Linked DNA regions of Mus musculus: all the other regions are linked to region 5. A link is a contact called in public HiCAR-type and promoter capture Hi-C data. All regions are on one chromosome and are shown on one strand. The core of a region is the stretch at or near the end of the contact, and the rest is flanking DNA. Distances in the headings are between cores, read along the strand shown. Region 1 holds the start of Set (SET nuclear oncogene). Region 2 holds the start of Tbc1d13 (TBC1 domain family, member 13). Region 3 holds the start of 1700084E18Rik (RIKEN cDNA 1700084E18 gene). Region 4 holds the start of Miga2 (mitoguardin 2). Region 5 holds the start of Slc25a25 (solute carrier family 25 (mitochondrial carrier, phosphate carrier), member 25). Region 6 holds the start of Nup188 (nucleoporin 188). Region 7 holds the start of Wdr34 (WD repeat domain 34).

Region 1 (3,196 bases), core at 5-2,504, 2.4 Mb after region 5:
CCTTACTCCTTCAACCCATTCTTGATGAGATTGGTCATCATATACGGCCGTGCAGTATTTCAGGACACTTCGTGGGAAAACCCTACTCAAAAACTTGGAGCCATAAAAAGGAGAGGGGGTGTGCTCCTATTTCGTGCCCTTTTGTCCGAGGGTTGTGAAGGCTTTTACAAAGCCAAGTGGGCGTGAAGGGGCCCGATCGCGCGTCTCATTTCCGGTAACCAGCCCGGGCTCTGCAGCTGTCCTGGGCTCGAAACGACCCTCCAGGCGAGGGCTAGGCGTCCTAAAGGCCCCTGAAGCCCCTGCATCATACGGCCTCGGGGCCAGATTCCTCGCACCCCCGGCGCGCCCGAGTGTGGCTGCCCCACGTGGGGTGCGCAACCCGCGCAGCCTGGAGCATCCTCCCGCCGGCTCCGCGCCCCTACCCCGCCCCAAACCCCGGTTCCCGGTTCCGCGGTAGCGCCGGCTCAGGGCGGGAAGCAGGGCGGCACTAGAGGCCCGGCCGCAAGGCTGCGTCCGGCCGCACCATGTGGCGGCGGTGGCGGCTGATGGGAGCGAGGCATCATGGCGGAGCACAATAAAGAGAGGCTTCTCGGGAGGGAGGGAGGGGGAGGAGAGCGCGGGCGGGGGGAAGGGGGGGTCTCCGCCCGCCGCGCAGGCCGCAGCGCCCCCGCCTCGGCCGCACCGCTCACCGCCACGGCGCCACCCCGGCCCCCCGGTCCCGGGCCGCACACAAAAAAGGCGCCGGCTCTCCGGCCCCCGCGCGCCCCCCGCAGCCCCGCGGTCCGGGCCGAAAGATGGCGGCGCGGCCGGGCCCCCGCCGCGCCCGGTCCTCACCTGAGGTCTCGTCGGCCCCGTCGTGATTGGAGTTGAGCTCCTTTTTACTGGCTTTGGCCGTCGGCGCAGACATGGTGCCCTCCGCGATCGGGGCGGGGAGCGGGGAGGGGGAGCGAAGGGACGGCCAAGGGGGCGGCCAGCGGCTTCCCCTCACGCCACACGCGCGGCGCCCGCTCGCTCCGGCCGCCTCCTCCCGGCGCTCACTTGCCTGCCCTCCCCCTGGCTGCCTGGCACTGCCCGCGGGGCCTGACGCGGAGGCAGGCCCGGGCGCGTTGTGGCGAGCCCCCGGCCGGGGCTCTCGCTGAAGGCGGGGAGGCGGCGGCGGCTCGGCTGGGCTCCTCGACTCGCGCCCCGCGCTCCGGCTCGCTTCTGGATTGCCCTGAGCCGCCTCCTCCTCCTCCTCCACCTCCTCCACCACCACCTCCTCCTCTTCCCGGCGAGGGGCAGGCCGCAGAGCGCAGGCGCGCCGGGCCTGCGCAAGTCCCGCCCCCGGCCGGAGAGGCTCGCGCCGTACAGCGATTGGCCGCGGCCGCGGGGCAGGGGGCGGGGCCGTGGCGGGTGGCGGCGGCGGCGGTGGGGACACTGGGGCCTGGACGAGAGGCGGGAGGAAGCGGCTCAGCGACGCATGGTCCTGCCCCCGCGCGGTGCTCCCCTCCCCCGCTCTCCCCTTCTCCAGCCGACCCGGGACATTTGCGCGCCGCGCGGTGACTTGAGAGGCGGGGCCTCCGTTCCCCAATACTCCATCACGTGGTGGCTCAGTGGCTTCCCTTAGCGGGGCGGCTGGGGGCTCTGGAGAGGGGGCGCGCGCAGCCCCTCAAAAGTACAGGCCTTAGGAGTACCCTGGCTACAATCAGGCGCCTGAGTTCTGCACCCGGGCACCTTCATTTTTTTCTAGATGGAGAAGCTGGGGACTCAAACTCTAGGCTGCTGTGCAGAGCCACACGCAAGCAGTTCCTCTATCCAGTTTACACGCGGGACCGGGTTTATGCATGGGCCAATTCAAGCCTCTGCCCTCGGTTCTGAATTTTTAAAAATCTGTTACATATTCACACTCAAAAGAACCACAGGAAAGTTCTCTGACTGTAGGAAGGACCTTTCTGCCACAGGTCCTTCTGCTCAACTTCGTACAGGTGTCCTGATCTCAGTGGTGAGGGAAGCACATTTTTGGTGATGACAAATGGGGAAATGTTTAAAAGTCAAAGGCTAAAACAGTAAAACAAACAAACAAACAAACAAAAACAGCTTTAGATTATTAAAAAGTCCTTAAGCACTATGTCGGAGGGATTTAATGGTTAAACACTGTTTTTCAGGACTTGAAAAGATAGTTCTCTGTCTACCTGGATCCCAACACGTGGTCCTGGAAATCCAGAAAGCTCTCTACCTGGTTCCTCTACCACTAGAGCTTGAACTATCCATACTCTCAGTATTCCCGTTTTATTATCAGCTCTTATACATAAAGCAATGTGGCTTTAAGTCAAGTCATTCATGGTGGGTAGACAATAAATGTAAAATACATCATATATATATATATATATATATATATATATATATATATATATATATATATATATATATACAGTCCATGGTGAGAGAATACAAATGTGCTCCTCCAAGTTTCCATCTCAACTCCAGGAAATTCAGCTAGGCCTTCCTGGTGGTGCACCTTATGCTCAAGTCGGTGAATTAATTGCACTCATCTGTTGCAATTGGTAAGCTTAAATCTGGCGACAACCTCTAAGGACCTCTAACCCACACAGCTCCCAAGCCTAGAGACCTCCAACACAGGCAACTGTGGACAGGCTTCTTAAAGAGGGAACGGTCTGACAAAAAGGAGAGCTATAAACTGTGACTAACATTTGCTAAAACTCAGGTGATGCCTTCACCAGGAATGATTCCTGATAGCCCTGTGAGGTCCTGGCACACAGTAGCAAAGAAATTCCACAAACAAAACAAGGACTTAGGCTGAGGCAGAGGCTAGCCTGGGCTACAGTGTCTAAGTGTCTAAAAGTAAAAGGGCTAGAGCATTAGCCCTTAGCACTCCCATACCAAATCACTACCCTAGGCTCCTGCTGCATTTGGCTGTATTTTCCTGTAACCCTCATAAGATACAAAGTAACTTTTACAGATAATCTTAGGGTTAAAAAACAGGGCTTGGATCCTAAGAGGCAAGTTCCCTATCACTCAGCCACGACCCCTGCCTCAAACTCTTCCAAAACAAGATACTAAGTATATTTTACAGATAAACTAAACTGGGTTAAGTAATGGGAATGGATCCCCAGGTCTAGTGCCTGATAAACTGTCATCTGCCAGGCAGCCCCACCGGCAACTCAACTTTACAAGAGAAGGAACCAACATAAACCAG
Region 2 (3,448 bases), core at 321-2,820, 2.3 Mb after region 5:
CGACTTAAATTCTTTCTTTGAAAAGTTACTAGGCAGTACCACAGGAGCTCTACAAACATCTTGGGATGTTTTTACAGACGGGGTAAAAATCCAGCTATTGCTGTGCTGGAACATTAACCATGTGGGGGGCAAAGTCAAATGTGGTGGAAGTTCAATTCCTTAAAATTGGTGCTCTACGGCTTGAGTTTTAACACTAACCAAAGGTCACTCTCAGCTCTGATCCACAGCCAAGTAGAGAACCCGGGAACCACCCTGCAACTTCCTTAACTCAAGAAACGAGCTGAGAAATGCTGAGAGGCCTTCCCTAGGCACAAAGGGTTACCACCGGTGCAGTCTTCAGGCCACTTCAAGGGATTTGGGGGATCACCCCCCCCCCCCAGCTAAGGGCCAGCTTTCTGCCGGCAGGCAGGTTTCCAGGGAAACCCTGAGTAAAAGTGCATCTTACCACTAAAACTGAGTTCTCGAAGCTTTTCCAACACAATGGAGGGCTCCTTCAGGACATCCTGGAAATCTGCAATCCTTCAAGGGCAGAAAAGGAAACGCCAAGGTAACAGGCTTAATGACCACTCTTGCAGCCAGCCCAAAGATCTTTCACTCCCAACGGTCTCCAACTACCAGCTTAGGGAAGTGGACAATACAAGTTTCTTCCTCTAAGATCTGCCATGTCAACGAAAAGCCATGAGAGGTATTCTAATCCAAAGGGTTTGAAGTGAGAACTTAACATTAAGCACTGTCCACTGTTAGCGAGCTGGCATTTCCTGGGCACTTGCTGCGGCCAAGCCCAGCCCACAGCACACCACTACCCGAATTCACACAACCAAGCTTCCTGCAACCAGGAGTAATTGGATCCACAGACAACAGACTTGTACAATCTCCCCATGGCTCCCGAAGCTCTTGGCTGGGTAAAGGGGAGGGGGCACAGACTTCTCGGGCCTGCCCTCAGGCAAAGACAAAAGACTAAAAATTAGTCCTGGAGTGACCAGAATTTAGCGGGCGTTGCAAGATGTGCCTGGGGTGGGGGTAGGAGGTGGATTTAAGAGGCCAGATTGGAGAACCTGGATCCCCTGGTGTTTCTCATGAGCATGGAGCACAGGGACAGGGGCATTTGGGGGCGGGGGAAGGTGCGAATCCTAGAGCGAGGAAGCGGGGAGGGTAATAGGGGGCTGGACAAGGGAGACACTAGGGAAAGGGGTCCCGAGTGAGAGAGAAAGAAAGGTGACACTGAGGTAAGAGAAGCATCTCTGCTTCTCGCCTCTGCCACACAGGCAATGAGACCGTAAGGGGGCTCGCCGCCGGGGGAGGGGGCTGTTCTTGGCCGCACATGCGCTGAGCAGCTCTCTCTGTGCGAAGGCCCGGCCTGGACGGAGCGGTCTGGGTGCAGTCTTGACCTCAGGTCTCCTTACCGGCTCTTGTGCAGACTCGACATGGTGTTGACTTCCGGACTCCCGAGCTGCTTCTGCAGCCCCAGCTGCCGCCACCGCCACCGCCCCCCTCCCTCCGGGGACACGGGGCGCTGGGCAAAAGCCTCCGGCAGGAAGCAGAACTTGGAGCGTGCGCGTTCCGCGGGGGCGGGGCCGCGCTGGGTCCGCCCAAGGGTCACGTGACGGGGACTTCTTTAAGGCTAGGCAAACCGTCAGTTGAGCGTCAGGACGGCGTGACTGTCAGTGATCCCGCTGGCTATGAGTCTCCCGCCCTCAGTTTCTGATTACTGAATACACTTGTCTATCTCTCTCACTCCCTGTCATTAACTGCGGTACAGTTGTTTGGTTGATTGAACTAGTTGTTTGAACTAGACTTAGTCTCCGGTGTGGTCTCATTCAATGTCGAGTCCTTCCTTATGGAAATGACCCTGTTGCTCAGTAAATACCTCTCGGAGGAGCCGGAGGAGTACAGCTCAAGGTTTCCTTGACTTTGGAAGTTCATAAACTAGAATTCTGGCAAGCCTGGCGGTGGTAGCTCACGCCTTTAATCCCAGCTAGAAGCAGGAGGATCTTTGAACTGACCTACAGAGTTCCAGGACAGGAAGAGCCACACAGAGAAACTCTGTCTTGAAACTCCTCCCCTCCCCCGCACTCCCATCCCCAAGTAGAATTTCTGTAATTGCACAATTTTAAAGCAATAGAAAATGAAAAACAGGAGCTAAGGGTGTAACTCAGTTGGTAAACTCAGTTGTGAGTGTGAACTTAAAAGAGCAACTATGAAAATCATTGGCTAGCATGCACGAAACCAGGTTTCAGGTTCAGCACTCCTTGTAGCTGGATTTGGGGAAACATGCCAGTAATGCCAGCATTTGAGAGGTGGAAGCAGGAAGATCAGAAGTTGAAGGTTCAAGAAGTTCACTCTGCTAGAAGTGAATTCGCTGTTGATGCTCCAGGGAATAAAGCACTCACGTGAGCGTGAGCTCTGGCGTTTGGATCCACAGAATTCATGAAAGAGCTGCCAAGAGGGGCGGGAATGTGCAAGGTTTAGACGGCAAACAGACTCGCTGGACTACCTTCAGTGAATAAAGGGGAGAGCCATCAAGGAAAGCAAATGGCCTTTAGGTCAGGGCCCCTATACACACGTTATTGCTACACATATTTGCACACACAGGCACACAATTTCTTCTGTAAATTATGTGTATGGGTGCTTTGCCTGCATGTATGTCTGTGCACCACTTACCTGCCTGGAGGTCAGAAGAGTGTTGGATTCCTGTGGAACTGGAGTTGTAGATAGTTGTGAGCTGGGAAATGAACTAGACCCTCAGAAAGAGTAACTAGAGCTCTTAACTTCTGAACTATTTCTTCAGTACCCCTCCCACACACACACAATGTTTTTTTTAATTTAAAAAAGAGAGCTGGGGGCTGGAGAGATGGTTCAGTGGTTACGAGCACTACTGCTCTTCCAAAGGTACTGAGTTCAATTCCCAGCAACCACATGGTGTCTCACAACCATCTGTAATGAGATCTGATGCCTTCTTCTGGTCTATCTGAAGACAGCTACAGTGTACTCATATACATAAAATAACTAATTAAATCTTAAAAAAAAAAAAAGCCCAACGTGGTGGCACAGGCCTTTAATCCCAGAACTCGGGAGGCAGAGGCAGGCAGATTTCTGAGTTCAAGGCCAGCCTGGTCTACAAAGTGAGTTCCAGGACAGCCAGGGCTACATAGAGAAACCCTGTCTCGAAAAAACCAAAAAAAAAAAAAAAAAAAAAAAAAAAAAGTATTTGCAGAGTGACATACTTCCTTCAATAAGGCCACATCTCCTAACAGTGTCATCTCCTGTGGCCAAGCATTCAAACACATGAGTCTGTGGGACATTCCTATTCAAACTACCACAACCACCCTTTGTTAATTTGAAACCCAAACTCACTACTCTCAGTGCGGTCTGGACTCACCACCAACTCTGTTCACCTTTTCAAGTTTGCTCTTTTTTTTCTTGAACCTTGATATTCCATATAAGGTGA
Region 3 (3,441 bases), core at 291-2,790, 2.2 Mb after region 5:
CCCTTGCCTGCCCATGACAGCTGGAGGAGAGCCCGACCTTCATCAAGGAAACAGCAGGATGAACGGCCTAGCCCACTGGCACCACCCCTGAGCCTCTGAATATACCCCCTCTCCTACCCTCAATGGTCAACTTATTCTTCCTGCACTGGCCATTTTCTCTACTTCAGAGGACATAACACAGATGGCAGAGTTAAAGAGACCACTGACACACTTGCAAGGCAGGAAAAGACTTTGTAGCCTCTGGCTACTCATTTCTGTCTCCAAAATTCAGCAGACAAGTGTCCCCATCCTCACAAAGACTCTCTCCCCTCCACACCTCATCCTTAAAGCTGTCCCTGTCCTAGCTAGGGCAGCGTTAGAGGAGGTTGTACAAGAGTGGCTGTCCTAGAACTACCACTATGTCAGCCCAGTTCCCATCAAGAAAAAGCTAATGCTCACTCAATGTGTTCTTTCAAAACAAGACAACAACTGTATCAAGCAGAACCAGCCCATCTTGACTCACTCCAGTCCAGTGCATGGCAGGTTCAAGAACCCTGGTCTCAAACAGAGGTTAGAGGCCCACGTCTCTACCCAGCACTCAGGAACCAGACAGGTGAATCTCCGTGAGCTCGAGGCCAGCCAGCCTGGTTTACAGAGAGAGTTTGAGGACAGTCAAGGCTACATAGTTGAGACCCTATCTCAAAAAACAAGCCCCCACCCCCTGCCACTGTCATCCCGAACTCTGCTGTTCCTTCAGCTTGGGGTCGCCTTTGCTGACCTCCAGCTCACCAACAACCTCCTGTACTTGTCACTCCTGCCCAAGAGATGCACAAAACAGGGACAGAACGAAACAGACTCTCATATCAGGAGTCGGTCGTTCAGGGAGCCCCAGTCTGAGGTCCCAAAAGCCTGTGCTCCCTTCCCCATAGCAGGGGACAGTCCGGGAGATCAGGAAGAGGGAGTGGTCTAAAGAGAAGCCGGCGCCGGGAAGCCCACGGCCAAGAACTGTAAGAGCTGGTGGGGGAGCTGTCAAGAGAACCCCGGGTGGAACCTCTGGGAAGGGGGCGCGTGCGCCAAGGGGCGCGGATCTGCGGGGACCAGCGCGGCAAGTGCGGCCTGAGGACCGCGGCGGAAACTCGGGTGAGAGGCGCGCGGAGAACAGGGTGCCCGGGAGGGGGCTCGCGCGCCGCCGCACGGCCTGGAGGGTGGAGACCGGAGCCGGCGCCCGCGGGAGGCAGGGCGGAGCGAAGCCCAGCGCGGGGCCAGGGTGGCCGGCGCCCCTGGGCAGCGAGAGCCCCGCAGAACTTGAAGGGGCGGAGCGCGCGTCCGAGGAGAGCGTCCCGTGCGGTGACAGCGCGCGTCTCATCCCCCACCCGACCCGCTCACCTGGGCTCTCCGCTCGCAGCCGCCCGCAGGCAGCCCGGGCCCTCCACCTCCCAGTCCGGCCGCCCGCCGCCGCGCTCCTCCAGCGCCTCCTTTTGTTTGTCCCTCACTGCACCACTCTGCCTCCCCCGCCCCGGAAGTGACGTCACGGCCGGACGCACCCGCGGCATCCCGGCCGTCGCCATGTCTGTTAAGGGGAAAGCTTGAGGCGGCTTCACCCTACTCCCGTCCACGTGCCTGCGCCAAGCCACTTCGGGGCGGAAGTAACGGGACAGAACTAAGCCCCCTTAAAGGGACAGGGATCCCTGCAACTTAAGGGATGCGTTACTCTGGCCAGAGCGGCCAAGTGACCCAAGCTGACGCAAGTATCCGCTCACCTCCTTTGTTCGGGTTCCGATCGCCATTGGGCCAGCGTCCTCATACCTTTAGTGCTGCTCGTTAGCTGACTCGCTGCCCAAACTCTTCAGGTGCCCGCAAATGTAACTGCCCTGCTGATGCTGACGCGCGCCTCGACACGTCCGGCTTGCGACGGTTGTCCCTGAAAAGCCGCATAATTCCGAGTTAACTGAATGGCTTCTCCGCCGCCGCTGCAATAAACACAGTTGAACTAAATTTAAAGGTTTCTTGGGCGATTAGTCGCGCCCCGGCGAGTTCACTGTCTCACACTAGGAGATCTTTGAAGTCGTTGGACTGGACTGGGTTAGGAACTTTTTGTAGAAGAGGGGAGAGAGGTAGTGCCGTGCTTGAGAAGGTATTGGAGTTTAGGAATCTGGTAGGTGTGTCCTGAGTCCAGTGGTCACTTTGAAACTAAGTATCTGCTTTATCCAGTATTTTGCTCCGACTTTTGTAAGCAAGGGCTTCTGGTGGGGATCTCTTTGTCCGGTTCCCCGGCTTCTGGCTGGAGATAGAGGATTGGCAGAGGGTGTGAGGGGAATTCTCTATCGGGAAACCTCCAGCCTAACGTTAGCAGCGAATTTTGAGCTGAGCTGAGGATAAAACCACATCTTCAGAACCAAGCCTCCAGACGCTAGCTGTGTGTGTGTGTTAATCTTCCCGGGTCCTCATAATTCCCAGGCTAACTGTAGTAATCCTTAGGTTGGGAAATTGTTCAGCTATTAAAACAAAGTGTTTCATGTACTCCAGTATGGGACGAGTTCCAGTAGCTTACGTGAAAGAAGAAAGGCAGGGAGCACAGCAATGAGTTTTTGTGGAGTTGGGTATCAGTGGTGTGTGCACCAGCTGACTAATATACACAGGCTGTACAGATGACCCTTCCCTCACTGAATGATCTCCGCCCCCTTTTACAGTGACAGGACCTCTGGAAGAGCAGTCAGTGCTCTTAGCTGCTGAGCCATCTCTCCAGCCCAGCCCCTTAACCTTAAATTTATATAAAGAGAAAGGGGGATATAAGTATATTTATCCACATACTAAGGTATATTTAGTTTCAAACTTTAAAAATAATAATAATTTCAACTTCAAAGATAATGCTTTTTTTTTCTGTTGCCAAAAAGCATTTTGCCCTGGGAAAGATATACCCTGCTAGTCCACAAAAGAATCCAGAGTTAGGGTTGGGGCAGGGTTTTGTTTTTATCTTCCCAGGAGAAGAAAAACATACAACAGAGAAATTCAGATACCACTGGACAAGAGAAACAGGATGGATCATCAAGAAAAGATATCCTGCCTGGCGTGGTGGCCATGCCTTTTATCCCAGCACTTGGGAGGCAGAGGCAGGCGGATTTCTGAGTTCGAGGCCAGCCTGGTCTACAGAGTGAGTTCCAGGACAGCCAGGGCTGCACAGAGAAACCCTGTCTCAAAAAACTAAAAAAGAACATTGGCTTCTCTTCCAAAGGTCCAAGGTTCGATTCCCCAGCACCCACATGGTGGCCCACAGCTCCAGTCACAGGGGATCTGCAAATAATACCACCTGGGACATTGAAACAGTCTGCGGTTGTTTTTCTCAAAAGTTCCGGGTAATTAGGCCCTCTGGCAGGGGGCTGGGGCCCATGTTCTCAGGGCAGTCAGTATTTTTCCACTCTTCATTTCCCCACTTCTTGTGAGTAGCTCTAATCTTAGAGCGAC
Region 4 (3,334 bases), core at 25-2,524, 2.1 Mb after region 5:
GCAAGAGGGCTGGCAGGCAGAGTGAGGTTCAAGGGCTAAAGAAATTGCCACACTGTCAAGGGCAGGGTACATTTTTGCCTAGAGGTTAAGTGGGCTATGATGTGCCTCCAGCCTGGCAGGGCACTGAGTGAGAGACAAGGACATCAAATAGCAGGAGATATACTTCTCAGAGCATTTCAACAAGCCAGCGCACTAGCTCTCTGTGAGGCCTCAGTGGAGTCCTTCTCAGAGCACGCAAGGATAGGAATACTGAGGCTTTGAGAGATGAGGACCGAGGCTGGGCCGAGCACCCTAGCCATTGCCTGCTGCTTGCTTGTATCAAACCTGAGGGCCTTGAACGTCTGGGAAGGCCACCTGGTATTAGAGGTGAGCCTATTCTAGGATCCAGGCAGGAGGAGAGAGGGAAGGGGAGGCCTGGCATCTGTTTGCAGGTGAGTCCAGTTAGCCTTGTCTGTGCCCAAGAGGAAGGAAGGGTCCAAGCTCATCATCATATCCTACCTGTCTCTCTATTCTAATGCTGGCCACCAATCCTGCTCCACATTCTTGAGCAGGTAGGTTATCTGCTCCTCCACCCTGGCACCTTAGGCCTGATATCCCGGCTTTCCAATCCAGGCCCTCCTCTTTTGTGCAAGCCAACCCTACTAATTGGCCTGAGCATTCTCTCGTCCCACTTTGACCTGGCTGTGTTATCAGAACCAGGCAGTACTACAGCTCACTCTGCCTCATGTCCTGTTTGTCCCACCCCTGCACATCTCTGTGGGATCCCACGCAGCCGGGCATTGGGCAACCCCACAGTGAACATCAACAATATTCCAAGCTTCAGTATCTGCTCCTTGCGGAGCCTGGGCAGGGACCTTCCTGCTTTGGCCCCGACCTCCCTAGGACATCCTTGACCGCTGTCCACATACAGCGCTGCCCACAGCCGGCACACCTGGGGGGGGAGGTGCCCGCGACCATACTTTTAGATGCTCGCAGCGTTCCAGGCCCGGGAGTCTCCTCTCTGACCCAGCTCCTTTCTCGTTCCACCCACGGAGCCACGCATCCTCTCGAGCCGCCTGGTCCAGGGGATCCACTCATCCCACCTTGGACACCTTCGCGGGCTGGCTGGATCGCAGACCCCGGCGTGGGCCGGGTTCCATGCTCCGCAAGCCTCGCTTCTAGCCCTGCTGATCTGGTCGCCCGCGCAGTGGCCGTCACTCACCAGGGATCCCATCGCTGGGGAAGGGCAGCGTCTCCTTTCCAGGCGGCAATACAACCAAACCACGCCGCTGGATGGGGAAGGCGTGGCCTCGGGCCGGCCAACACAGCTCTGACCAATGAGCGTCTCCATATCGCTCCGCATCGGCGAGGCCCTTGGCCAATGGGGTGAGCTACGTGATCACGCAGACTCCGCCTCCCTCGCTTTTCGCACCGCCCCCTAAGTGTGGTTGCAGTGTGGAATGTCCTCTTCTCTCCTCCGATTGGTCACTAGGATTAGACAGACACACGGACACTAAAAAGGCGGTGGAGTTAGTGGACACCTGGGGCTTTCTGGGAAGCAGCTGCTTAGAGAGTCTCTGCCACACGCTGGTCCTCAGCGTTGTTGTCACTGGGATGTCACACCTGATTACCAAACTCCTGCGCTACACATACTCTCACACCAACAGGCACACACGCATGCACGCACACGCACATCTACAACCCTTATTTATGCATGGTTTGGTTTGGTTTCTTGGTTTTGGATTTTTTTTTTTTTTTTTTTTTTTTTTTTTTTTTTTTGAGACAGGGTTCCTAAAGGATCTATGCTTTGGAGACTAGCAGGTTTTGTATGTTTGTTTTTTAGTTTGGTTTGGTTTGGGGTTTTGGTTGGTTGGGTTGGTTTTTGGTTTTTTTTGTTTTGTTTTGTTATTTTCTGAGGCGATTTTTTTTTTGTGTAGCCCAGGCTGTCCTGGAACTCCTGCCCTCTGTTGGGATTAAAGCCAGGTGTCACCACCGCACTGCCCGCTGATCTTGAATTCTTGATCCTCCTGCCTCCAATCGCCTGAAGTGCTGGAATTATTGGGGTTTTTTTTGTTTGTTTGGTTGGTTGGTTTGGTTTTTTGGGTTTCTCTCTCTCTCTCTCTCTCTCTCTCTCTCTCTCTTTCTTTCTTTCTTTTTCGAGACAGGGTTTCTCTGTGTAGCCCTGGCTGTCCTGGAACTCACTTTGTTGACCAGACTGGCCTCGAACTCAGAAATCTGCCTGCCTCTGCCTCCCAAGAGCTGGGATTAAAGGCGTGCACCACCACTGCCCGGCGAAGTGTTGGAATTATATACAAGCATGTGAAACTCTGCCCAGCTACATCCAAATTCTAAATTAGTAAATAATTATTATTTGAATATCAGGGGAAAAAAATAAAGGCCAAAGTGAACTTTTTTGGTAAAAGGTGCAAGTAGTGCCTATATAGGCCAGAAGAGGGCGACCTCTGATCGCCTGGAACTGGAGTTACAACTGAGAGGAATTCTGTGGGTGCTGGGAATTGAACCCTAGTTCTCTGCAAGAACAATACACTGGGCTTACCAATTGAGCCATCTCTCCAGCCTCCAGTTACTGATCCTTTTCAGCCAGTGTGAGTTACTGAATAAAGACATGCAATTATAAATGGCTTTAACAGGACAGAGCTGGATGCTGTCTGAATGGTCACTATGGCCAGCTACAGACAGATCCTGGTAAGTACAGAGTAAAGAGGAACAATTTCGCATACAAGACTGTGAACACAGACACTTGGGGCTTGTGAGTTACCAGTGTGTAGTTACAGAGCCTGTTAATGTTAGGTCAGTGGTAGGAGACTGGCAGTCTCCTGAAGTTTTTTGTTTTGTTTTGTTTTATTTTCAAACTCCACATATCTGGGCCCCGCCTGCTCTTAGGACAACACCCAGATGCCTGAACAAACACCCAGATGGCTCAGGTTCACCCCTGCACAGACAGATGACAAAGCAAAGGGACCAGCTGAGGAACAGCTCTGGGTGAAAAGATGAGGTTTTCACTTAATATTATTTTTTTAAAGATTTTTTTATTATTATTATATCTAAGTACACTGTAGCTGTCTTCAGACACACCAGAAGAGGGCGTCAGATCTCATTAAGGATGGTCGTGAGGCACCATGTGGTTGCTGGGGTTTGAACTCAGGACCTTCGGAAGAGAAGTCGGTGTTCTTAACCACTGAGCCATCTCTCCAGCCCTATTTAATATTATTTAGTTATTTTATGTATACGAGTACACTGTAGCTGACTTCAGACACACCAGAAGAGGGCATCAGATCTCATTACAGATGGTTGTGAGCCACCATGTGGTTGCTGGGAGTTGAACTCAGGACCT
Region 5 (3,248 bases), core at 330-2,829:
CTGACTTTTGACCTTTGGCAGCCAATTTGCCCCAGGCTGTCCCAGTATTGCTGGCCCGTCCCATTTATGCAGCTGAATTGAGCAGGAGAGCTCACTCACTCTGTGTCAGGGTGACGGTGGCTGCGGCTGTAGTGGCCGTGGATCCGAGGGCCACGGGATGGATCTCTGTGGTACTGGGTAGGCTGATGATGGTGGCCTCACCCAACAGGTTGCAGATCCTCTGTTGCATAGGGGTCAGCAGTACAGGAGCTATGGCTGTGCCACTGCCACCACTGCCACTGCCTGTCCCAGGCCCACCAGCTCCATCATCTTCTGTGGGCCCTGGAGCTTCGCCACCTTCTACAGCAGCTCGGACTTGGGCAACCTTGCGACGGACCTCGGTCTTGAGGTCGGACCACTTCTTCTTGACTTCGGGCAGCTCCCTACGGCAGGTGGCCACAGCGTTGACCCTTCTCAGGATGCCATGCCAGGCTGCACTCTTGGCAGCCAGAGGGACCCCAGCATTGAAGTGGTTCACCAGCAGGTGCTTCTTCAGTTCCAGTTCCTCCACGATGATCTCCACTTCCCGCTCTGAAAAGTTCATCTTCCTCTTCTTGGCTGGGACAGCCATGGCCTCCCCTTTCCTCTCTTTTTAAAGAAATTATAATGCTCTTAACAGCCCCAATTTCTCTTCTCTTCTTCCTCAGCCTCGCCTCTCTTTCACTCCCACCCCCTTTAGGGGGACAGGCAGGGCTTGTTCAAGGCCAAGTACCAGGCCTTAAGTAACCCCCCTCGCTACGCAAAGTGCGTAGGGCCCAGCCCTGACCGGCCCGACCGCCGCCAGCCAGCTGCGTAATGGCTTCCTGAATCTGCCTCTTCCGCTGGGGTGTGCGGAGATCCGCCCACTTCCCTTCTTCCCGCCCCTCGGCACATCCCTGAGAAGCCCCGCCCTCCAGGTTTGGCGTGGCTCAAATATCTGGCCGATCACTGGCTCTCCAGGCCTGCCATTCCTCCTAGAGGACACACCTCTTTGCTAGAACTGGCCTGGTCATTGGTCTAAAGTCTTGTCTGTCGCTTCAGGATGTCCGCCCACACGGACATTATTCACTTCCATTGGAAAAGCAGACTGTCGTTCAGTTCGTGTCGCGACTATTACGTTGTAAAATTCAGTTGTTTTATTGGCAGTTTAGAAGACTCCTAAAGCTTAGCCTCCTGATTTTGATTCGTGTTCTCGGTTTCGAGTCGTCAGCCCGTTAAATTTTCATTTTATTCAATGGTGCTGTGTTTTCTAACTTCAGTCCACAGTTACCCTCATATACATTTCATTTCCACTGTTAGCTACGATCTCTCCTTACACAACGCTCCTCTCAGCCTCATCATTCCGCAGTCTAAATAGAGCTTCTGAATGGGAATTGGACACAAGGCTTTCTGCTTGCCTATTACCCAGCTTCAGCCAATCCCCGGCTCCCTCAGTTTGAATCGCCTTCGAGCTGGCACGGTGACTCCGCCCCCTCATTGATCCCGGAGCCGACATACCGGCCTATGATTGGTCGGCAGTGCGCCAGAGGGCGCGGTCAGCGCCTCTGCGCGCCGCGGGGCGGGGCTCCCGGAAGCGGCCCCTCCCTCCAGTCGGCCGGCTTCTCGGAGCCCGCGCTCGCTGTCTGAGGAAAGCCGGCGTGCTTCCGCGCTCGGGTCGCTCTCCTGCCGCCTTCAGCCCGGCGTCCGGCGCCCCCGCCTCGCGCCCGATGGTGAGCAGTGTGTTGTGCCGCTGCGTGGCCTCCCCGCCGCCGGACGCCGCCGCCACCGCCTCGTCGTCCGCCTCGTCGCCGGCTTCTGTAGGGGACCCGTGCGGCGGCGCCGTCTGTGGCGGCCCGGACCACCAGCTACGCCTGTGGAGCCTCTTCCAGACACTCGACGTCAACCGCGACGGCGGCCTGTGTGTCAACGACCTGGCGGTGGGGCTGCGGCGCCTGGGACTGCACCGCACGGAGGGCGAGCTCCGGGTAAGTCTGCGTGCGCCGTCCGCGCGGGCGGGGAGGATCCGGGAGGTCTTGAGGAGAGAGACCGACGCCAAGGGGACGGGTCGGGACCGCAGGACTTCTCGGGCTGCTTTCTGTAGCCTGTCAGGTTTCGACGGACGCTGCTAGAGCTGAGCGGAACCCCTGGTGTTGGGGGGGATAGTGTCCCTCCACTGACAGATGGAAAGGAAATTCACACCTTGTTAGTGTGGGGCTCCTCAGGTGGGAGATGGGGCCGTGAGAAAAGCTCGTCGTGGCTACAGATGGGCACCCTTGGGTCTCTTTGATGGACAGAAAGCCCCCTCTACTTCCCTCTAGATAGAAGGACAGATAGATCTCAAGATTGCCCTACGGACCTCAAGGCCAAGTTGGTGCCCATCCTCCCTCAACACCTAGGTTCCTATCCACCCATTCTCATTGGCACCCCTTGTCTGTCTGTCTGTCTCTCGCTCGCTCGCTCTTCTCCCCCCACTCTCGTTTCCATGCCACCGGTGCCTCTAATCTGGTTGCTCACAGAGACATGTGGGTGTTGGGGAAGAAAAAAATGGGAACTGGGGTTCTAGGCAGATCAGTGTGGATGTGGGTGATGAAGACTGAACAGTTCTTTCTCATGGCTTAGACCCAGCCCCCCACTGCTGTTTCAGAACACTGGGTCATGATCCCTTTGTCGAATTGGAGTGCGAATATGTTAAAGAATCTGAAGAAAGATTCTTTTTTTGTTTGTTCGGTTGGTTTTGGGGATTTTTTTTTTCTAGACAGTGTTTCTCAATGTAGTCCTGGCTGCCCTGGAACGCCCTCTGTAGACCAGGCTGGCCTCGGAATCAGAGATCCACCTGCCTCTGCCTCCTGAGTGCGCCGGGATTAAAGGCCTTTGCCACCATCGCTCAATTGGAACTTTTTTCAAAAAATGAAAGTTAGATACATCTAAGGATATTTGTTGGCTGGAAAGGGATGGGCCAAGACTGGGAGACAGGGGTGGAGAAATGGCCATTTCTGGGTCTGCAAGAAACAGAACTACTATCCTTCCTGCACAAGAAGCCCTGAGCAGTGGCTTTTTCTTCCCTTTCTGTTTCATGTTGGTTTTTCAGTTTGACTTTAACTGTGGCTTCCCTTTACCAAGTGTTTCATTATTGTGGCATAGACTGGCTTACAATCTGGGGTGATTCTAATGAGCAGTTTGCCTGATAACCAGTTTGTGGCCAAAATTAGTATTTGGTTCATTTGTATGTACAGTAATTACGAATTTCATAG
Region 6 (3,155 bases), core at 194-2,693, 2.2 Mb after region 5:
CATTCCTGAGGCCCTGGGTTTGACCCCTAGGACCTCAAAACAAAAGTAAAATGAAAACCCTAGAGTCAGTTAAAGTCCTCCCTCAACGATGGGTTTGCTAAGTTCCACAGAAAGCTCAAAGCCTGCTGGCAAGCCAAAACTTTCCTTTCCTTTTGAAAAAATTCATTTTTTTACAGTTTTCATACAAGTATTTATCCATAGCTGTGGATACAAGGTCTGGCATGAAACAAACCGGCCCTTGCAAGGACCACACTTTATCCACAGGAAACTCCAAAGAAAATGTTACCCCTGGAAGGTGAAGAGGCTAATGGAGAGAAAGATCAGCAATGTGTGTGATAATTACATGTCTGTCTGGGCGTTTCAGGTTTCCACAGGAAACAAGACCAAATAAAACTGGCAGAGTCAATTCCAGGTGACTGACAGGGAATGTTTACATTTAAGGGGAGGAAGGGCAGTGAAGACCCTTTCTGATCTATAATGTGGATACATACAGAGGTCTGGTTAAGGCTTTAGAGCCTTCCATCTGAAGGCTCACGGGGATTATCTCGAGGGCTGACAAGGGGGGACTGCCTATGTATGAACTGGACTTCTGAGTCCTGTGGAACAGGAGGCGCCTCTCCTAGTCGTGAGAAATGAATGAGGTAAGGCCTGCACGGCACTTTCCCAGGGTCTGGCGCTAGTAAGCGCTCTTTAAAGGCAAGCAGGGCTCGAAATTCATGTCTGTAATTTCCGCACCAAGAAGGCAAAGGCAAGACAACAAGGAGTTCAAGGCCTGCCCGAGAGGCAAGAGACCTTACCTCAAAAAAGAAACAAACAAACAAACAAACAAACAAAAGCACTCTTTTAAGTGAGAACTGTATATTTGTTTCGGGGTAATTCATCTTGTGTCCGAAGCCTGGCACAAAACCCGGAATCGCATGGAAGATGAAGGCATGCCTGCTGATTGCATCAATATCGGCATTAGCCAAAAATAAAAGAAGGCGGGAACTAAGGATGCCCGCGGGAAGAAATCGCGGCGTGGGCAAGGCACACCCGAGGGGGAGCAGGGCGCAGGGACAGCAAGGAAGGGATCGCAGTGGGGTGGGTCTTCCAGGCGACCCCGAAATGTCCCGCAGTGCCTACAGGCAACGTGGTGGAGCAAGCGTGGGTGTATGGGGACTACCGGAGGCTCAGGGACCACGGAGAGAGAAGGGAGAGCGGCAGGCCCGCTCCAAAAGTGTCCTCAGCCCCGCGAGCGGGAACGGTTTGGACCTAACCGCCTCCCCGGCAAGTGTCCGTCCACCCAGCCGGGGCTCGTCTCTGCCACTGCGGCTGAGCCCCGGTCCCAACTCCCGCCCAGCTCCCAGCCCGCGCTTCACGGCCACCCCCTGCCGCGCCCCACTCCGCACCTCACACACGGCCCACCAGCGGCAGCCGCCATCTTCGCGCGCGCGGCCCAGCCCCGCCCCCATGCGCCGTACCCACGTGACTGGGATCCTCCAGCCTGGGGGCGTGGGCTTCCGCCACGTGATGGTGGGCGTGGTCAAGATGGGGCTGTCAAGATGGCGCTGCCCTGGTGCGAGGGGAGTCCGCGGTGGAGGCGGTGGAGACTGTGAGCGGTGAAGAGGGCAAACATCTGCTACACCGTAGGTTGACAGCGGAGGCGGGTGACTGGGCGCCGGCTCCCAGGCCTCAGAGTGGCCCGTGGTGGAACACCCTTTTGGAAGCTGGAGAAGGTTGCTGGCTGGGTGAAATTGCTGCCCCTCTGCTTGGCGGGTTGAGGGCCCCAGAGGCCAAGGCGTCCCTAGTCACCAAACTTCTTCTCCCAAGAGCGCCAGACCTAGAGACATGACCCGACAGTGCCCTCCCCAGGAGTCTGGGGCTGCGCTGAGCGGGTCGGTGCTGGCGGAGGCTGCAGTGGTGTTCGCCGTGGTGTTGAGCATCCACGCTGCAGTGTGGGACCGATACTCCTGGTGCGCGGTGGCCCTCGCGGTGCAGGCCTTCTACGTCCAGTACAAGTGGGACCGGCTGCTCCAGCAGGGCAATGCCGTTTTCCAGTTCCGGATGTCCGCGAACAGCGGCTTACTGCCGGCCTCCATGGTCATGCCTTTGCTTGGGCTAGTCATGAAGGAGCGCTGCCAGACTGCAGGGAACCCATACTTCGAGCGCTTCGGCATTGTGGTTGCAGCTACTGGCATGGCAGTGGCCCTCTTCTCCTCCGTGTTGGCACTGGGCATTACTCGCCCGGTGCCCACCAATACTTGTGCCATCTCTGGTTTGGCTGGAGGCGTTATCATTTATATTATGAGGCACTCGCTCAGTGTAGGCGAGGTGATCGAGGTCCTGGAAGTCCTGCTAATATTTGTTTATCTCAACATGATCCTGCTGTACCTGCTGCCCCGATGCTTCACTCCTGGGGAGGCACTGCTGGTATTGGGTGGCATTAGCTTCGTCCTTAACCAACTCATCAAGCGCTCTCTGACTGAAAGCCAGGGGGACCCAGTGGACTTCTTCCTGTTGGTGGTGGTGGTAGGGATGGTGCTCATGGGTGTCTTTTTCAGCACCCTCTTTGTCTTCATGGATTCAGGCACCTGGGCCTCTTCCATCTTCTTCCACCTCATGACCTGTGTGCTGGGCCTTGGTGTGGTTCTGCCCTGGCTGCACTGGCTCATTCGTAGGAACCCCCTGCTTTGGCTTCTTCAGTTCCTCTTCTACACTGAAACTCGCATCTACCTCCTTGCCTATTGGTCTTTGCTGGCCTCTGTGGCCTGCCTGGTGGTGCTGTACCAGAATGCTAAGCGGTCGTCTTCTGAGTCCAAGAAGCACAGGGCGCCTACCATTACAAGAAAGTATTTCCACTTCATTGTGGTAGCCACTTATATCCCGGGCATCATCTTTGACCGGCCACTGCTGTATGTGGCCGCCACTGTGTGCCTGGCAGTCTTCATCTTCCTGGAGTATGTGCGCTATTTCCGAATAAAGCCCTTGGGTCACACTCTGCGAAGCCTTCTGTCCCTCTTCCTGGATGAACGAGACAGTGGACCCCTTATCCTAACACACATCTACCTGCTTCTGGGCATGTCTCTTCCTATTTGGCTGATCCCCAGACCCTGTACACAGAAGGACAGCCTGGAAGGAGCAAGAGCCCTGGTCCCCTATGCTGGGGTCTTGGCTGT
Region 7 (3,332 bases), core at 821-3,320, 2.4 Mb after region 5:
CTTCCCAGCCATTCCTTCCATTTTCAAGCTATCTTCAATATATACAAACATCTCACTTCTGCTAGGGTAGAATCCAGTCCCCCAGACACTAGGCTGATTTATATTCTCAGGGCTAGCCTTATCTTTATTGAGCTGGTTTTCTTTCTTTCTTTCTTTCTTTTTTTTGTTTTTTTGCTTTTTTTTTTTTTTTTTTTTTTTTCAAGACAGGGTTTCTCTGTGTAGCCTTGGCTGTCCTGGAACTCACTTTGTAGACCAGGCTGGCCTTGAACTCAGAAATCTGCCTGCCTCTGCCTCCCAAGTGCTGGAATTAAAGGCATGTGCCACCACCGCCCGACAAGCTGTTTTTCATATTTGATGCCTTGAACTCTCTCCTTTCCCTTGACCAGGTGAAGAAAGCCTCTTCTAAGCCTCTTTGTCCAGTTCAGCTGGACGTAGTTGGTTCCAAGTCTGTTTTAAGACATTACTCTAGGACTTTCACAGCTTTGGGCTTTTTAAGTGTGATTAAAAAAATTATATCTTATTATTTTTATGTTTATGGATGTTTTGCCTGCATGTGTGACTGCACGTCAAGTGCATGTCTAGGGCTTTCAGAGGCCGGAAAGAGTGTCAAATCTCCCTGGAACTGGACTTGCAGACAGTTATTAGCTGCCACGAGGGTCCTGGGAAGTGAACCTGAGTGTCTTGGAAAAGCAAGCAGCCAGTGTTCTTAATCTTTGAGCTCTGAGTATGATTTTTGGAATCCTTGGTGATGTTTGCAAAGCAGTCCTTGTTAGGAAGACTTTTCTATGGCTTTTTATTATCCCTCCCAGTGCTGCTAATCTAATCGGCCTTCCTGGCCTTGGCTGCTCTGCTGAGGGGCATCCTGTCCCTGGGTGGTGCACTGAGAACAGGACCACGGCAGGCTTCCTAGTCTCAGAAAAGAGGAAATAGACCCAGAGGCCTAAACTAGCAGATGGTTGTCTAGAGGCTCCAGGCTTGGTTTGGGGGATCAGGCAAGCCACCTGTAAGATCTTACTGGGTGACTTTGGACGATTCCATATCTGACTGTAAGAGGCACAGGAGTAATAACAATTGAGCTATAGGGGTAGTTCATTGGTAGAACATAGGAGCTGGCATGCAGAAAGCCCGGGGTTCAACCCCAGCACTTCAAAAAGCAAACCAGCTAACTAACAAGCAAGCACACGGAAGGCTAAGGATTTAATAAGATAAACACTCATTTCTAAGCCTCTGCCGGCAGTGGTGGCGCACGCGTTTAATTAATCCCAGCACTCGGGAGGCAGAGGCAGGCGGATTTCTGAGTTCAAGGCCAGCCTGATCTACAAAGTGAGTTCCAGGACAGCCAGGGCTATACCGACAAACCCTGTCTCGAAAAACAAAAGAAACAAACAAAAAAACCCAAACAAACATAAGCCTTTGGGTGCTTGGCTTGACACACTATAGGCACGCACTAACTTGTAGTTAACATTTCGTGTGTGTTGAGGACTGAACCTGGGGCCATCTATCATTGAGATCAACTTCTCCTGTGGTTAGTCTCGAATTTTAATTTAACAAGCATTTTATTTTATTGTTTATGTAAATTTATTATTAGGCCTCCCATCCATTCAATCCCACGTTCGATCTGTGTATGATCTATTTCATTCCATTCATTGGAAATGATGCCAACTCAAATGGCGCAAAGTACAGTTCTGGAGTAGTCGGCTGCTTCCAGCCCGGCCGGTTCTCCGGACCAGCATGGCCCACTAGGCCTGCGGCGGTCCTGCCTCTGCGCCCGGCCGCTCAGCGCCATCTTTGAACCTGGAGCCCACGCCTCACTTCCGCTCTTTTCCTTATACCACGAAGAGCTGTTCCGGACCCCCAAATGGCCTCTGGGCATAGGGCAATCCCAAATCGCTGCGGTTTTGTTGTATTGGCTGATAAACATTTTCATTATTTTTCTTCTGGGCCTTAAAGACGATGCTGTAACCAGTTCAAAAACGGCGCCCACAGCTTCACTTCCTCTCGTCGGACTTCCGTTTGTGGGGGGCGAACCCGCTAAGGTCACGTTCCAGGGCGCAGGCGCGAGAGGGCGGGACCGTCGCCATGGCAATGTGCGCGTCGCCCAGGCCTTTTCGGCGCGTTGGAAGCGCTGGAGCTGCTGCCCTGGCTGCTGGCGGGGCTGGCGGCGCCGAACGGCGAGGGCGGCCTGCGCCTCTTCAGGATGAGACCCTGGGCGTGGCGTCCGTGCCCTCGCAGTGGAGGAGCGTCCAGGGGATCCGCGGGGAGACGGTGAGGGCGCGGGCCCGCTATGGCAGCGCGGGCGGGAAGGCCTGGCGCAGCGTTGTGTTTTCACGGCTTTTTTGTTTTTGTTTTTTCGAGACAGGGTTTCTCTGAGTATCCATCCCTAGCTGTCCTGGAACTCAGAGATCCGCCTGCCTCTGCCTCCCAAGTGCTGGGACGAAAGGCGTGCGCCACCACTGGTCCGCGTGTTTTCATGTTTTAATGAAAAAACTCACAGATGCTTTCGCGTTAGCCTTTTTTTCGGTCTCTGAGGAGAAAGAAACCAACCAACGAAAACAAACAACAACAAAAGCAAACCAGGACAACAGAACTCTTAGGGGTCCCATGCTGTCGTTAAATGACATGTAGTTAATTTACATGGTGGATCGTGCACGTGTCACAGCGCCTGTGGAGGTCAGAGGAGAACTTTACACAAGGTTGTTATTTCTTTGCACCACGAGGGGCCTGGGAATCCAACTCAGGGTGTCATGCTTGGCTAAGTGCCCTTACCAGCTGAGCCATTTTTGGAAGTTTTTTTTTTTTTTTTTTTTTTTGTGAATAGCAGTTTTTAGGCATTTCAACTTGACATTATTGGTGTTTGAAATGGTCAGATACCTTGAGGGCTAGCTTGAACGGTTTTCTATGTTCCTTTGTTGTTGTTCTTTTGTTTGTTTGTTTGCTTTTGTTTTTGTGAGACATGAGTTTCACTGTGTGCCCTGGATGTCTTGAAACTTGCTCTGGAAACTAGGCTGGCCTTGAACTCAGAGATTGCTGGAATTAAAGGCCTCTCTCACCACTGCCCTGCTATGGTTTTCTAGTGTAACCCAAAAACATACAAATAATGAGATAACGGAGGCCTGATGCTGACCAACTGGTGTGTTAGGGATTCATCAGCAGGGAACCTGGAGATAGCTGCTTTCCCGGTGGTTGCAAGGATTACAGTAAGCCATGTATGTAGACAATGTACTGTAATGCCACATCGGTGTGTCATGTTACCGACAGAGCAGGGCTGAGGAACTGTTGGAAAAATGGATGTTGAGTGGCATTTGAGAAGACCAGATCAAGCGTGAGCACTG

Evidence for each region. Promoter capture Hi-C pulls out the DNA fragments that hold promoters and counts their contacts. HiCAR-type assays count read pairs that join an accessible place to other places.
Region 1: a promoter capture Hi-C map of liver shows a contact between it and region 5, with 6 times the contacts expected there. The contact joins the promoter of Set here to the promoter of Slc25a25 in region 5. A contact is called at or near these places in 3 of 39 promoter capture datasets (the C10 cell line, liver and pre-B cells), 1 of 115 datasets of contacts at active chromatin or transcription factors (astrocytes) and 1 of 9 other capture datasets (liver).
Region 2: a contact with region 5 is called in a promoter capture Hi-C map of pre-B cells, with 5 times the contacts expected there. The contact joins the promoter of Tbc1d13 here to the promoter of Slc25a25 in region 5. A contact is called at or near these places in 2 of 39 promoter capture datasets (liver and pre-B cells).
Region 3: a contact with region 5 is called in a promoter capture Hi-C map of pre-B cells, with 12 times the contacts expected there. The contact joins the promoter of 1700084E18Rik here to the promoter of Slc25a25 in region 5. A contact is called at or near these places in 2 of 39 promoter capture datasets (liver and pre-B cells).
Region 4: a promoter capture Hi-C map of pre-B cells shows a contact between it and region 5, with 3 times the contacts expected there. The contact joins the promoter of Miga2 here to the promoter of Slc25a25 in region 5. A contact is called at or near these places in 1 of 39 promoter capture datasets (pre-B cells), 1 of 484 Hi-C or Micro-C datasets (CD8 T cells), 1 of 115 datasets of contacts at active chromatin or transcription factors (astrocytes) and 1 of 9 other capture datasets (liver).
Region 6: a contact with region 5 is called in a promoter capture Hi-C map of embryonic stem cells, with 3 times the contacts expected there. The contact joins the promoter of Nup188 here to the promoter of Slc25a25 in region 5. A contact is called at or near these places in 1 of 39 promoter capture datasets (embryonic stem cells) and 1 of 115 datasets of contacts at active chromatin or transcription factors (astrocytes).
Region 7: a HiCAR-type map of astrocytes shows a contact between it and region 5, with 5 times the contacts expected there. The contact joins the promoter of Wdr34 here to the promoter of Slc25a25 in region 5. A contact is called at or near these places in 1 of 484 Hi-C or Micro-C datasets (B cells) and 2 of 115 datasets of contacts at active chromatin or transcription factors (astrocytes and embryonic stem cells).

What each region holds. Positions count from the first base shown.
Region 1 is chr2:30,064,532-30,067,727 of GRCm38.p6, reverse strand. Set (SET nuclear oncogene) reads right to left here and starts at 1,254. Exons shown (of 8, transcript NM_001204875.1): 1 at 835-1,254. The coding sequence starts at 907.
Region 2 is chr2:30,131,868-30,135,315 of GRCm38.p6, reverse strand. It overlaps Tbc1d13 (TBC1 domain family, member 13), which reads right to left and starts at 1,570. Exons shown (of 12, transcript NM_146252.3): 1 at 1,404-1,570; 2 at 446-519. The coding sequence starts at 1,426.
Region 3 is chr2:30,235,730-30,239,170 of GRCm38.p6, reverse strand. It overlaps 1700084E18Rik (RIKEN cDNA 1700084E18 gene), which reads left to right and starts at 1,540. Exons shown (of 1, transcript NR_028299.1): 1 at 1,540-1,974. It overlaps Lrrc8a (leucine rich repeat containing 8A VRAC subunit A), which reads right to left and starts at 1,402. Exons shown (of 4, transcript NM_177725.4): 1 at 1,366-1,402.
Region 4 is chr2:30,362,173-30,365,506 of GRCm38.p6, reverse strand. Miga2 (mitoguardin 2) reads right to left here and starts at 1,274. Exons shown (of 16, transcript NM_001242407.1): 1 at 1,202-1,274.
Region 5 is chr2:32,449,801-32,453,048 of GRCm38.p6, reverse strand. Slc25a25 (solute carrier family 25 (mitochondrial carrier, phosphate carrier), member 25) reads left to right here and starts at 1,579. Exons shown (of 10, transcript NM_001164357.1): 1 at 1,579-1,982. The coding sequence starts at 1,725. It overlaps Naif1 (nuclear apoptosis inducing factor 1), which reads right to left and starts at 2,592. Exons shown (of 2, transcript NM_194335.2): 1 at 100-2,592. The coding sequence starts at 610.
Region 6 is chr2:30,284,704-30,287,858 of GRCm38.p6, reverse strand. Nup188 (nucleoporin 188) reads right to left here and starts at 1,443. Exons shown (of 44, transcript NM_198304.3): 1 at 1,389-1,443. The coding sequence starts at 1,420. Dolk (dolichol kinase) reads left to right here and starts at 1,505. Exons shown (of 1, transcript NM_177648.3): 1 at 1,505-3,155. The coding sequence starts at 1,828.
Region 7 is chr2:30,047,617-30,050,948 of GRCm38.p6, reverse strand. It overlaps Wdr34 (WD repeat domain 34), which reads left to right and starts at 2,070. Exons shown (of 9, transcript NM_001008498.2): 1 at 2,070-2,265. The coding sequence starts at 2,080.